Linked DNA regions of Arachis hypogaea: region 2 is linked to region 1. A link is a contact called in public Hi-C data. All regions are on one chromosome and are shown on one strand. Each heading gives the region's core, a stretch centred on a gene start, on an enhancer-like site or on the middle of the called end of the contact. The rest is flanking DNA. Distances are from core to core; before and after follow the strand shown. Region 1 has its middle 6.6 kb from the start of LOC112771832. Region 2 holds the start of LOC112771036 (putative leucine-rich repeat receptor-like protein kinase At2g19210).

What was found. Hi-C and Micro-C count contacts between places; a contact is called where the count stands out from the background.
Region 2: a Hi-C map of an unstated tissue shows a contact between it and region 1, with 1.5 times the contacts expected there. The contact joins the promoter of LOC112771036 here to the enhancer-like site in region 1. A contact is called at or near these places in 2 of 8 Hi-C or Micro-C datasets (leaf and an unstated tissue).

The regions. Positions count from the first base shown.
Region 1 is chr18:1,583,023-1,589,180 of arahy.Tifrunner.gnm2.J5K5, reverse strand. No RefSeq gene overlaps it. Among protein-coding and RNA genes, the nearest start is that of LOC112771832, 6.6 kb to the right of the region's middle. Within about 2 kb of position 1,895, at least 3 of the 3 cell types and tissues checked have open chromatin away from gene starts, as enhancers often do.
Region 2 is chr18:1,631,035-1,636,619 of arahy.Tifrunner.gnm2.J5K5, reverse strand. It overlaps LOC112771036 (putative leucine-rich repeat receptor-like protein kinase At2g19210), which reads right to left and starts at 2,665. Exons shown (of 12, transcript XM_072223956.1): 1 at 1,522-2,665; 2 at 847-1,420; 3 at 236-717. The coding sequence starts at 1,600.

The DNA of each region.
Region 1 (6,158 bases), core at 646-3,145:
CGAAGATTTTTATTTTTTATTTTTTTATATTAAATAAAAGAGTGATTACTATTATAAAATTAATAATTATAAAATTTTTAAACACTTTTTTTTCATTTTTTGTTTTTATTCTTCTTTTAGTTATTAACTTTATTTATTTTATTTTACAATTTCATATATATGCTCAAATTATGTGACTTATTTTATAAAATAAAGATGATTCTATTGACAAATATTATTTTGAACAATTTTATTGAAGTTAAAAATTAAAAAAAAAAGTATAGTAAAAAAATTATATTATAATTTGACTATTTTTTATTTGTATTTGATTTTTTAATTATTATTTTTTGATTAATTTTAATGAATTTTATTTTTCAAAAAAAAAAAAAAAAAGAGTCAAGCGGGCTAGCCCGCCAACCCGCCAATCCGCCATAAAGCGGGGCGGGCTAGCATTTTGAACCCACTTTAGTTGGCGGGGCGGGCCTAGGCGGAGCGGGGCGGGTTGGAGCGGGCCGGCCCACTTTGCCACCCCTAATTTTCTTAGTTACCTTTTTCATTTTCCTTTTAACTCCGTTTAGTCTTTTTTTTTTTTTTGTTCTCTATTTTTTATTATTATCTTTTTTCTTTTCTCATTCCAACTTTTCATAGAATTTGGATCCTCTAAATTTTAAATTTGTACTTTAGAGGGTAAAGTGTGATTTTCTACCTTTGAATGGTTTCTCTCTCATATTTATTCTTGGTCCCACCTATAAAATAAATGGTGAAAGATCACACTTTACTCTCTAAAGTGAAATTCAAACTTTAGAGAATCCAAATCCCTTTTCATATGCTGTCCCTTTTTTCTTTCTATCGCTTTGTTTTGCATTCACCATTTCTCGAAATAATTTCGCACACATTTTTTATGGAATTTTTTATTTTTATAAATTAAGTAAATATAATAATTACTGAAATAAATAATTTAAAAAATATTTATCGAAATAAATACTCCTCTCTTATCTTATTTACATTGTAAATTATGATCCAATTGAATTAATTTAAATTTAAAAAGTAAAAATAATCGTTTGTCAATTGTTAGGAGAAATTGGTGGAAAGAGATAAAAAAACGGTTATCTCTCGTGTTATCTTTCATTATCCACGTGGGAGATAACCGTTTTAATTATTTTTCCACTATTCTTATTAACCTCTCCTAACATAACGGTTATTTTTATTTTTCAAATTTAAATTAATCCAATTAGATCATAATTTAATCTAAAAATTTTTATGTATTATTTTTTAGTACTAATTAATCAAATATATCCATTTTAATCTTTTCTACTAACTTTTTATGTACTATTTGCATACTAATAGTTTGGATTATTAATTTTTTATTATTTAATTTTTTTTTTAAAAAATACATGTATCTCGTTTACAGTGTAAATAAAATAAAAGAAAAGTATTTATTTTGATAAATATTTTTTAAAATATTTATTTTTATAATTATTATAATTAATTTATTTATTAAAATAAAAAACCCATTTTTTATGCGTATATTTTTTCCTTTTTTAAATCTTTCACCAAGCTTACTTTTTTAACATTGCTTTGCTTTGTATTCTTGTTTGTTTGTTTCAAACTTAATCTCATCAGTTAGAAGATTTTAGGGAGGATATAAAATATTTATATATTCGAGTATGATGTTTGTGGATAAAAGAAATTCAAGTGGATTAATGGACTCTTATACACACATCCATGGGATCAAATGCGTCTAAAGCAAAAAAGTTGGAGAATTAATTTATCTAAGAACTAAGAACAGTCATCCTCAAATCTCAATAATTTTTAAAAAGAATAAATTCTTTTTTGGGTCAGCATACTGGGCCAACAACCTTGTCCAGGCCCTAATACCGAAGTTCCATATCCAACCCGTCCCGGTTTCAAATAAAAAATCATTTGGAAACCAACGTATAATATACGTCGTTTTTGGTATAAAATGTATACTCTAGTAATATAGAAGACCTAAAAAAAGAGTAATATGATAAAAAAACATCTATCTTATGTATTGCTAAAAGAAACCCTCCGAAGCCCAGAAACTTAAGCCCAGCAACCTAGTCCATTAATTACATCATCTTATAGTTAAAAACCCATCCAATATTCCAGAATCAAAGTTTTGCACCTGTGTGTACAATATCCTCTGAAGTCTGACCCAAAAGGAAAAAAAAGTGTAAAGAGAGTGAGATACCTCTAATCTTACCAAATTCCCATGGGGAGAAAATTATCATATCATAATAATCATTTTAAACTCTAGAATTTGTGTGAATTTGTACCCTTTTTTTTTGTATAGAGTAGTTATGTACTAATTCCCATGATCAAATTCTGTGGATAGAAGTTCATAATCAAAGTCGAAGCCTGCAAAGCCAAAAATAATGGAGTTAGTAGCCCTAACCATTTATTCTACATAAATCTTTGACCAATGGAGTTAGAACTAGTAATACCTACTAATCAAGTTAAAACATATATTTTGTGAATTAAAATAAAATAAAATAAAAAATTAATCATTATTAAATTTATAATTTTTAGTATATTAGTGTATGTAATAGAGCAATTGTTACTATAAAAAATTTACAAAATTTAATTGTTATATTTGTAATTACTATCAATCAAGTAGATTAACAGAAAAGAGTAATGTTTACCGTGTCTATCATCTTTATAAATTTTTCGGTTAGTATACCTACATTTTATATCCCAAATCACAATTTTTTGTTGAGTATATCTTTATTTTTTTTTTTCTAGTGAATTAACTTATTTATCTTCAACTCCTTGATCATTTTGCACTATATTTAAATACCGCTTCAGTGGCTTTAACTTTATTCATTTGACATTTTATTTGACCCATACAACATATTATTTCCGGACAACAATCTAATTTTAGTGCAATAACATTAATGTATTTGGTCACCTAATATAACTCTCCTCTTTTAAATTAACTAATATCAAATTAAGTTATTATATTACATTGTTTAGACATAGATTTTCTGCTATATTTGTATTAAGGCAAAATGCTTGTAGAATATATTTTCTGCCATTTTCAAACTACATGGTTAATTAAGCAAAGAAATTGATTGCATTCAAAGATTCGTTAAAAGAAAGAGAAAGAAAACGAAAAGCAGGGGTTGCATCACTTGCCTATGTGACTTAGATTTTTGTCACCAAATGACACGTATTCTTTGCCGTGGAAGGCATGGAGAAATGACTTCCGCTGCTTCATCAATCATGGAGGCAAACATGTGGATTTAGGCCATTGCATGCAATATTTAAGTTTTTACTGTAATCTGGCGTGTTATTATTAAGATGTCCATATCTAGATCAATAACCTATTAGACTAGCAAAAATCAGCTATATAATAAATGATTTAATAATAAAACATTTAATAATACAATAAGGAAGACGAAGTAAACAAGCCGTTTCAACCAAATTCTTATTAATTAGGTGACTTAAAAAATAAAATTAAAAAAAAAAAAGATTTTGCATTTGTGCTACTTTTACTTTTTGCTTCTTCCTCTCACCTTCGAGTCTTCTTCCCTTATTCCCCTTTTTCTTTTAATTCCTCTTCCTTTTTATGTACTTTTATCTATTTTTTTTTTGGCGTCGTGTTTGATATAATTTCTGTGATGTTTAATTCATATATTCGTTCACACAATATTTATGTATTGTTAGTTTTAAGAAAGTGATGTATTTTTCATAGAATTTGATTTTAAGTAAAATAAATTAAGATTAAATAACTAATATTTTTTAAAAGCTTGGTAAAATAATTAAAAAAATAAATTAAGATTAAATAACTAATTTTTTTTAAAAGCTTGGTAAAATAATTAAAAAAATAAATTAAGATTAAATATGTATAAAGCTTTTTTTAAAAGCATTTATTCATTTAACATCATCTCTTAGTATGTATAAAATTTTGGGTTAATTTCTATTACAGTGTATTAAGGTATATCAACAAGGAACAGGTGAAATAACAAGTCAGTTTTACTTACTTTAAAGTTGACTTGGATTGACATTTACAACAAGCCGTTAAAATAATATAACAGTAATTATCAACTCCTCCCAAAGAATGAGGGGGTAATACTTAAAAAATCTGAAGAACGTTAATCCAAAGTCCTAATATAATTTCGTATCTAGCAACTAAGTCTACTAGAATAACAAAACGATTCACTGCTAATCTTGGCCATGTGAACTTATCATGTCAACTGAATTCAAGCCAATAATACCAAACAATATTACCCAAAAATAAATCTCCATTAATGGAGGTTCCTCATCAAATAAGAGAAATTTAACCAACAATTTCCAGTGGTCTATAACTCTCAACACTACAAGTATTGGAATCACCCTATAACCTGATGTATTATTCACTTCCATTTGCTTGTATACCCTAAGGATCAGATGGTCAATTTGAACTATTAAATAGTATTAGTAATAAATATATTTTTTAATATTTATTAAATAATATTTTTATTAGTTAGTCTTTCATATATTATTTTACTCTAAAATCAACCTTTTATTTTATAAATTATTATTTTATTATTTATTATTTATATTTTCATAATTGTATCATTAATAATTAAAAACAAAAAAAATAAATCATTTATTAATGATGATCTTAATTATGGTATATGAATACGATATGAGATCTTTTAACTAATTTAATTTCTAAAACTTAAATTTTTTTTTTTTGTAAAACTAAGATTTAATGTTAAACATTCTTTTGAAGTGGAGAAAAAGAAAAAACAATGTAAAATATTTGCGATTAATCCAATCCATTTAATTTGACACCAATTGAATTAATAAATAATAATTAAGGTCAAATAATTCAATCATGTTAATCGATTTAATAGATAAAATAATCGATTGTTTTTAACAAAATGAATTGAAACAGTGAAAGCAATATGTTTTCTCTATTCCAATTATTACTTGGTCAATGATTGTTAAGTAAAATAATTGATTGTCATGTTTTACAATCTACAAAATCATACACTATTTCAAACTTTTTTTTTTCTTTTGAATTATGTGTATAAATAATTAGATATGAAGATACATCAGTCTAGGTCATTAAAGAACTTTAATTATTGAATATTTATATGTTGAGATCATATTTTATCTATTTATTATTTGAACAATTACTTCATACAATTAGTATGTCTTAATTAATTATATTTTATATAGCATCTTTAAAGTATGAACGGCCTTATTTGTCCATTAGTAATTTCTAAATACAAAAGTCATGTACAAAATTCCAATTGAACAAATGCATGAACATGGCTATATTTTTTGAGATGATCATACATTTATGTTATATAACTCAATCGGTAAAAAATCTATGTTTTTAATTATAGATAAATGAATTTAAAAAAATATTTTGCAAAGTAGTATATAATTAATTTATAAATCTGCACATGCCCCTTGATTTCATTCTAATTAAATCTTAAATTTTGATGCGAATGATGAAACCAAAAGATTGTTAGATCAGAAAATTGATTTTTGACAAATATTATTTGAAAAATTATTTGATAGACCGATATATGATTGGGATATTTTTTAAAGCATATTTCTACTGCATATGCATAGCTTCTAACGTTGATCTTAAACTCCTATATAAACTTGCATGTTGAATTCGGTCCGGACTTTTTTTTTTCATAAAAATAATTTAATATAATATTTCGTTCAAAATAATTATGTCATATATTAATATCTGTATAAGTAATTTATACATCAATATAAAAAAAAATATTATTATTATTCTCAAATTGCTCATTCATATTATTTTTAGTACTCATTGTCTTCTTTAAATATATCTGACATCTTAAAACTGATCATTAAAAAAAGAGAAAAGGATAAATAGGTTACTGACCTTTTGTCCTGCGTATATTTTCTTCCTTAACCATTGAAAAATACTTTTAAATTCCTAACCTTCACAAAATTTGGATAGATCAGTCTCTGACGGAGACATTTGGACGGATCAGTTCCTAACGGAAGCATTTGGACGGAGGGACTGATCCGTCCAAGTTTTGTGAAGGTCAGGGACTTAAAAGTATTTTTAAATAATCAGGGACGAAAATGTCCGCGAAACAAAAGGTTAGGACCTATTTATCATTTTCTCTTAAAAAAATTGATTCAATAAACTAGGTTATATAACACTATAACAAAATAAAATC
Region 2 (5,585 bases), core at 1,416-3,915, 47 kb before region 1:
TATGATTTAGGTGGGTAATTTGAAGGTGTAGTGTGTTTTTATTTGATTGGTAGTTGTTCATATTATTCAAAAAAATTATTAATTACTTAACATTACTTTTCTAAAAAAAATCTTTAATTTTTTTAATATAATAAACAAAAAAATAACTAATAAATTAACATATAAAAAAGTTTGAGATATCCAAACATGAAGCCCAATACTGTATTGAATAAAGTAGGATATAAATACAACATACCATCTGCTTGGAATGTATCCAATTGGTGGAATTGAATTAATTCGTAAACTTCAATGGCGTTGATGATGGGAGGCAGGGTTGAAAGCGGCGTTTTTTCGAGTGAAATATCAACCGAGTTCGGGACTACGACTCTGATTGTTTTTGTAGAGAGGTAGGGCGGCTGCACGGGTTTTTCAGAGAATAGCTTACCGTCCACAAAGATGTTAAATTCCCTTATTTCGTTGTTGTTCGACTCAGCCTCAACCTCCATAAAATGCATGTATATATAGTATACATCACTTATTGGAATTTCTGGCCTCCAGTTTATCACTAATGGATCACTTGCATTTGCCGGTGTGATCGCGGTATTCATGACACCTGCTGGCAACTGGTAATCATTCTTGCTAAAGGCATCAGCAGTTGTAATACTTGAATCAGACAATTTTACCCAATCAGGTTGCATGAAGATTCTCCATTGACGATCAAAGGGATCATCCACGTACCTGACAATTTAGTCAAATATATCAAATTATTTAACTATTTTTAATTATGAATTTCATATTAAAACAACTACTATACCTGACTCTTCACTTTAATTTAATTAACCAGATGGAAGATGCTTGATAATTCACCTGATATAGTCGTCATCGTCGTCGTCGCTGGATGAATAACCGAAATCGTCACGGTAGTAGTTAACCAGTGATCCAAAAGCAGATGGAGAAGTGATGGAATAGGTATCATTTTTCAAAGGCCTCAAATCTATGGTTGATATAAATGGTGTGCCATGGCCTGTATTCACCAAACAGATATTTATGTATTCCTGTGAAGCTATATGTATAATCTCTTCGGTCTCGTACCCGTAGGGATTAAGCGTGGCGTTTCCAAAGCTTACTGTATCCCACTTGTTAACTCCAAGATACACATCAAACTTTGGAAAAGTTTTACTCCCGTCGTAGTTTCCGTACGCAAACTCAAGGCGGATCAGATATTTGGAGCCTATTGTGATGTTGTTTATCTTGTAGCAGTTTCTTCTTCCTTCCGGGAAGCTTCTCAGAGTCCACAGTTGATTATGTTTGAAGTAACTTATGGAGTCAGAACTCACTGATTTAGCTACACCACTGCTAATGATACCGACATCTGAAATATATTGTATGTCTTTCCAATCAGTAGAGTTGGGCAAGGCTCCGCAATCTATGCTGATGAACCCTAAAACACACACAACATATTACGTAATATACAATTATTGATATATATTGAATTGAAAATATATATGTATGTAGATTTTGATGTCAATTATATTATTAAACCTGATTGATCCAGAGCTTGAAGCACAACTGCATGAACTAGAAAAGCTAGCAAAGCAACGTTCAAAATAGTCCTCCACATGTTAGTTTTTACTTTCTAATCACTACCTTCTTCTGGCTTTGTATGTGTCTAGTTATCTACAGTACACATGAACGAACCTATTTTTCTAATATATAGACATCTGTATTTAGAGATGTCAAAATCATATTATCTATCAAAATCATATCATTCCCAACATACACGCTAAACCCTAAAGAAGCGTTTATGGTCAACTTGTATACAAGCTAAGTCTCTGCATAGGACATGGGAGTATACTAAGTCTATATTGCAACCTTTTTGTTTGTTTTTTTTTTTTTTAAATCTTTTCTTTGTTTTATCTTTCCGTGTGTTTAGGGGTGCATATGGACAGGGTGAAGCCGGGTTTGATGTGACCTAGACTCGACCCAAAATATACATTGAGTCTATTTATTAGACCCGAATTCGTCCATAGACCCGATGAAACCAATACACTTTCGGGCCACAATTATACCGGGTGAAAACCGGGCCGTTAACATTACAGTACGTTGATACCTTCTTGTAAGCTAGCATGTAAAAATATCCAAATTTTCAAGACTCCAACCATTATTTAACATGGTAAAATTTACTTAGAAAAATATAGCAAGAACCAACCCTTCTTCAAAATTAAAGCATAACCACAATCAATACTAAAGCATAACCACAATCAATATTAATATTGTCTAATAATACCAAATATTTAAATCAATACAAATAACACAATATTATGCATTAGTCTAAAGTCTTATGCATTCTAAACATGAAACATTAACTTATAGTCTTATAATTACTAATAACACAAAATATTAAGGTTTACAATACTTAAATTCCACATAAGAATAGTCATGATCCATCACTAATAACACAAAATATTAATTATGTATGATGGCCGGACCACCAGACCGATTTCGGGTGACCCGAGCTATGACCCGGACCCGACCCGAAATAATGACCGGATTTATTTTTGAGACCTTTATCCGACCCTAAACCCGATAAAATTATACCAAATTAACCCCTAAAGTATTCGAGACCGAACCGAACTTTCGGACCGGACCGGATCATGTGCACCCCTAAATGTGTTAATACTTATACATTTGTGATTTGCTTCAATAAAAAAATATTAAATAAGTTTCTAATTTTCTAAAACCGTAGTCAACACGCTTTAGAAGTCATCCCTGTCTCTACATCAAAGTACCTATAACTGCCATTTCTTTTCCCTTTCTTTCTTCTCTTTCTTATTATATTAATTAATAATTTTAATTTGTTTAAATTAAAAACAAAACAATAACTTACTATGGTTACATTAATCAATTAATTGAAGGCTAATATTATATACACATATGTACCGAATAAAAATTGGTTAAATATTTATCTTAAATAAATTTATGTAGATCAAATTAGCTAAATTAAATTATAAATTGAATCCATCTAATTTGACTTATATATAAATGTTCAGACTCAAATAAATTAAACTAATATTATTCAATTTACTAACAAAAAGAGATAATTTAAAAAAAGTAAATTAAACTAACATAATTCAATCTACTAACAAAGAGAGAAAAAGTAATTTGCATTAACATTTATGGGCTTTTACATTAACATTTAATTTATAGGCTTCTTTATAGATGATATTCTACTGAACTTGAATTTGACTAAAAACTAGTGGTGAAATATTTTTTTTCATTTTAACTAATGATGGATTAGTGCATGTTCTTCATTATTACTATTAAAGAAATTAATTTACTCTTAATTTTTTATATAATTAAAAATAATTTGTTCTTTAAAAAAAATATTGAATTTACTGTAAAAACCGATTTTGTTGCTCGTAATTAAAATAACTTATTTTATTATTTGTTTGAGTAATAATCTTTTTAAAAACGTTAAACATTCGAATCAAAATTTGACGTGACCTAGTATTTTAGATAGTAAAAATATTTTTTAAAATTATTAGATAATTTAATTATTCAATTTAAGATTGAACAGCAAGAAGGATATTACATCAAGAAGTTAAAGATTAACGAAAATAATAATCACTTCACTAAAACATCATTTCGTCTCTAAAATAATATATATTAGGTAGAAACTCAGATGCAGTTGACCCCTTAAATGATTTGACTGATTTAATTAAATTTTCATCTAACGACTCTCATTTATCAACTTCACATAAAGTCGACTGCACCTGAGTTTTCACCATCCCACCATCCCATTAACTTAAGCTTTCTCTCGTATATATTTGTTGTGATGTATATGTTCACTAAATGTGGTGTATAACCACAATTTCTAGCCAGCTATGCCAATGAATATGAACAACCACAAGATAATATATGAAAACAAGATTATCTCCGCGTTCTTTGTCTCATTCTATATATGAAAACAAGATTATATCCTGTGGTTGTGGAAAATCACAAGTTATAAATTAGTCCTACCTGGTCTTCCACGACTTGTTATCGTGATAAATCTGTGGCCTCTATGCAGGCATGGATGGACTTCTTCACAGCGTAAACATCACTAGAATAGAACAACATGGATTTATTTCTGGTTATGAAGTTTATTTAAAGCCATGCATGGCTCAAAATCATTTTCCCATATCCTGGCTCTCTAAGACGTGTGATTTGGTATATATATAGAAGTAGCAGAACCACTTGTTATATATTTTACGTTTCTTTTCATGATATACCTTAACATATATACTGTAATAGAATTTAAACTCGAAATTTTATACATATTAAAGAAATGTTATGTGAATAAATGTTTTTTTATTTGAGTGTTAGTTTAAGGGTTTTTATTAGAAAAATATTAGTTTTTTTAATCTTAGTTTATTGTATGTAAAATCAAATTCTGTGAAAAATACCGCTTTGTCACGGTAAATTTTAGAGGGTTAGATTTAACAGTGTTTGTATAGTTTTTTGGAGTGTTTGAGAATACTCTAGATGGTTCCGGAACGTTCTAGAATGTCCTAGAAGGTCCCGAAATATCCTAGAAGGTTCTAGAAGACTCTGGAAGGTTATAGAGTATTCTAGAAGGGTGTAGATGTATATAGAAGTATAAAGAGTGGTATGGAATAATCTAGAAACATTTAAAAAGTTGTGGTAGGATAGATATTTTTAAAGAAGGTTCTAGATGATTAATCTAGGCCATTGCTTAGATTTAATCCTAACCATCCATTGAGGAGGTGGATGACTATAAATAGGAGATGAGAGTTAGTGTGAGTCAGGGGTGAATCATTTGTAACCACACTTGAGTAATAAAGTGTTCTTCCACCAAAGCTTCCTTTCTCTTGTGTTCTCTTGTATTCTTAGCTTTCTTACTAAGTATTGAGGGTTAGGCTGACTTGATCTTAACTCAAGAGGTTGAGTAAGTCCGAGTGCCGGCACGGTAGCGTTGGAGTGTGTCTAAGGCCGTGACAATTTGGTATCCGAGCAAGGTTCGAGAGGGAGCACAAGTCGCTTGTGGGAATGGCTTCTAGTATCACCATGGAGCATGTTGAGTCTCAAAGGGGAAGAGATACTATTCTTTCTCAATGGGGAGGCAAGAAGGTTCGTTCTTCAAGTGAGCCTAGAGGTAAGGACTCTAACTTCTTAGAAGAAAGAGTTTCTATGTTGGAAAATGTTCTATCCTCTATGGATGAGCGCTTCCAAAGGATAGAACATGACAAGGAGACCCTCGAGGCTCACATGTTAGGAGAACTAGATGCTTTCAAAGAAAGCATGCTCCAAATCGAAGAGAAGCTTGAGAATTCCTTAAAGATATTTGAGGAAGTTCGAGTTTGGTTCGATGAGGTAAAATCTCGACCAACCATTATAAGGGAGACGACAAAGATTGATCTCCCCAAGCCAAAGGAGTTTAAGGGCGTAAGGGACGCTCGCGAGGTGGAGAACTTCCTATGGCAAATGGAGAGGTACTTCGAAGGCCAAGGGGTGGTCGAAGAAGCAATAAAGGTACGCACTGCAGCTCTCTACCTTTCTGATAATGCTACTTTGTGGTGGAGGAGAAAGTGCGTAGATATGGAAAA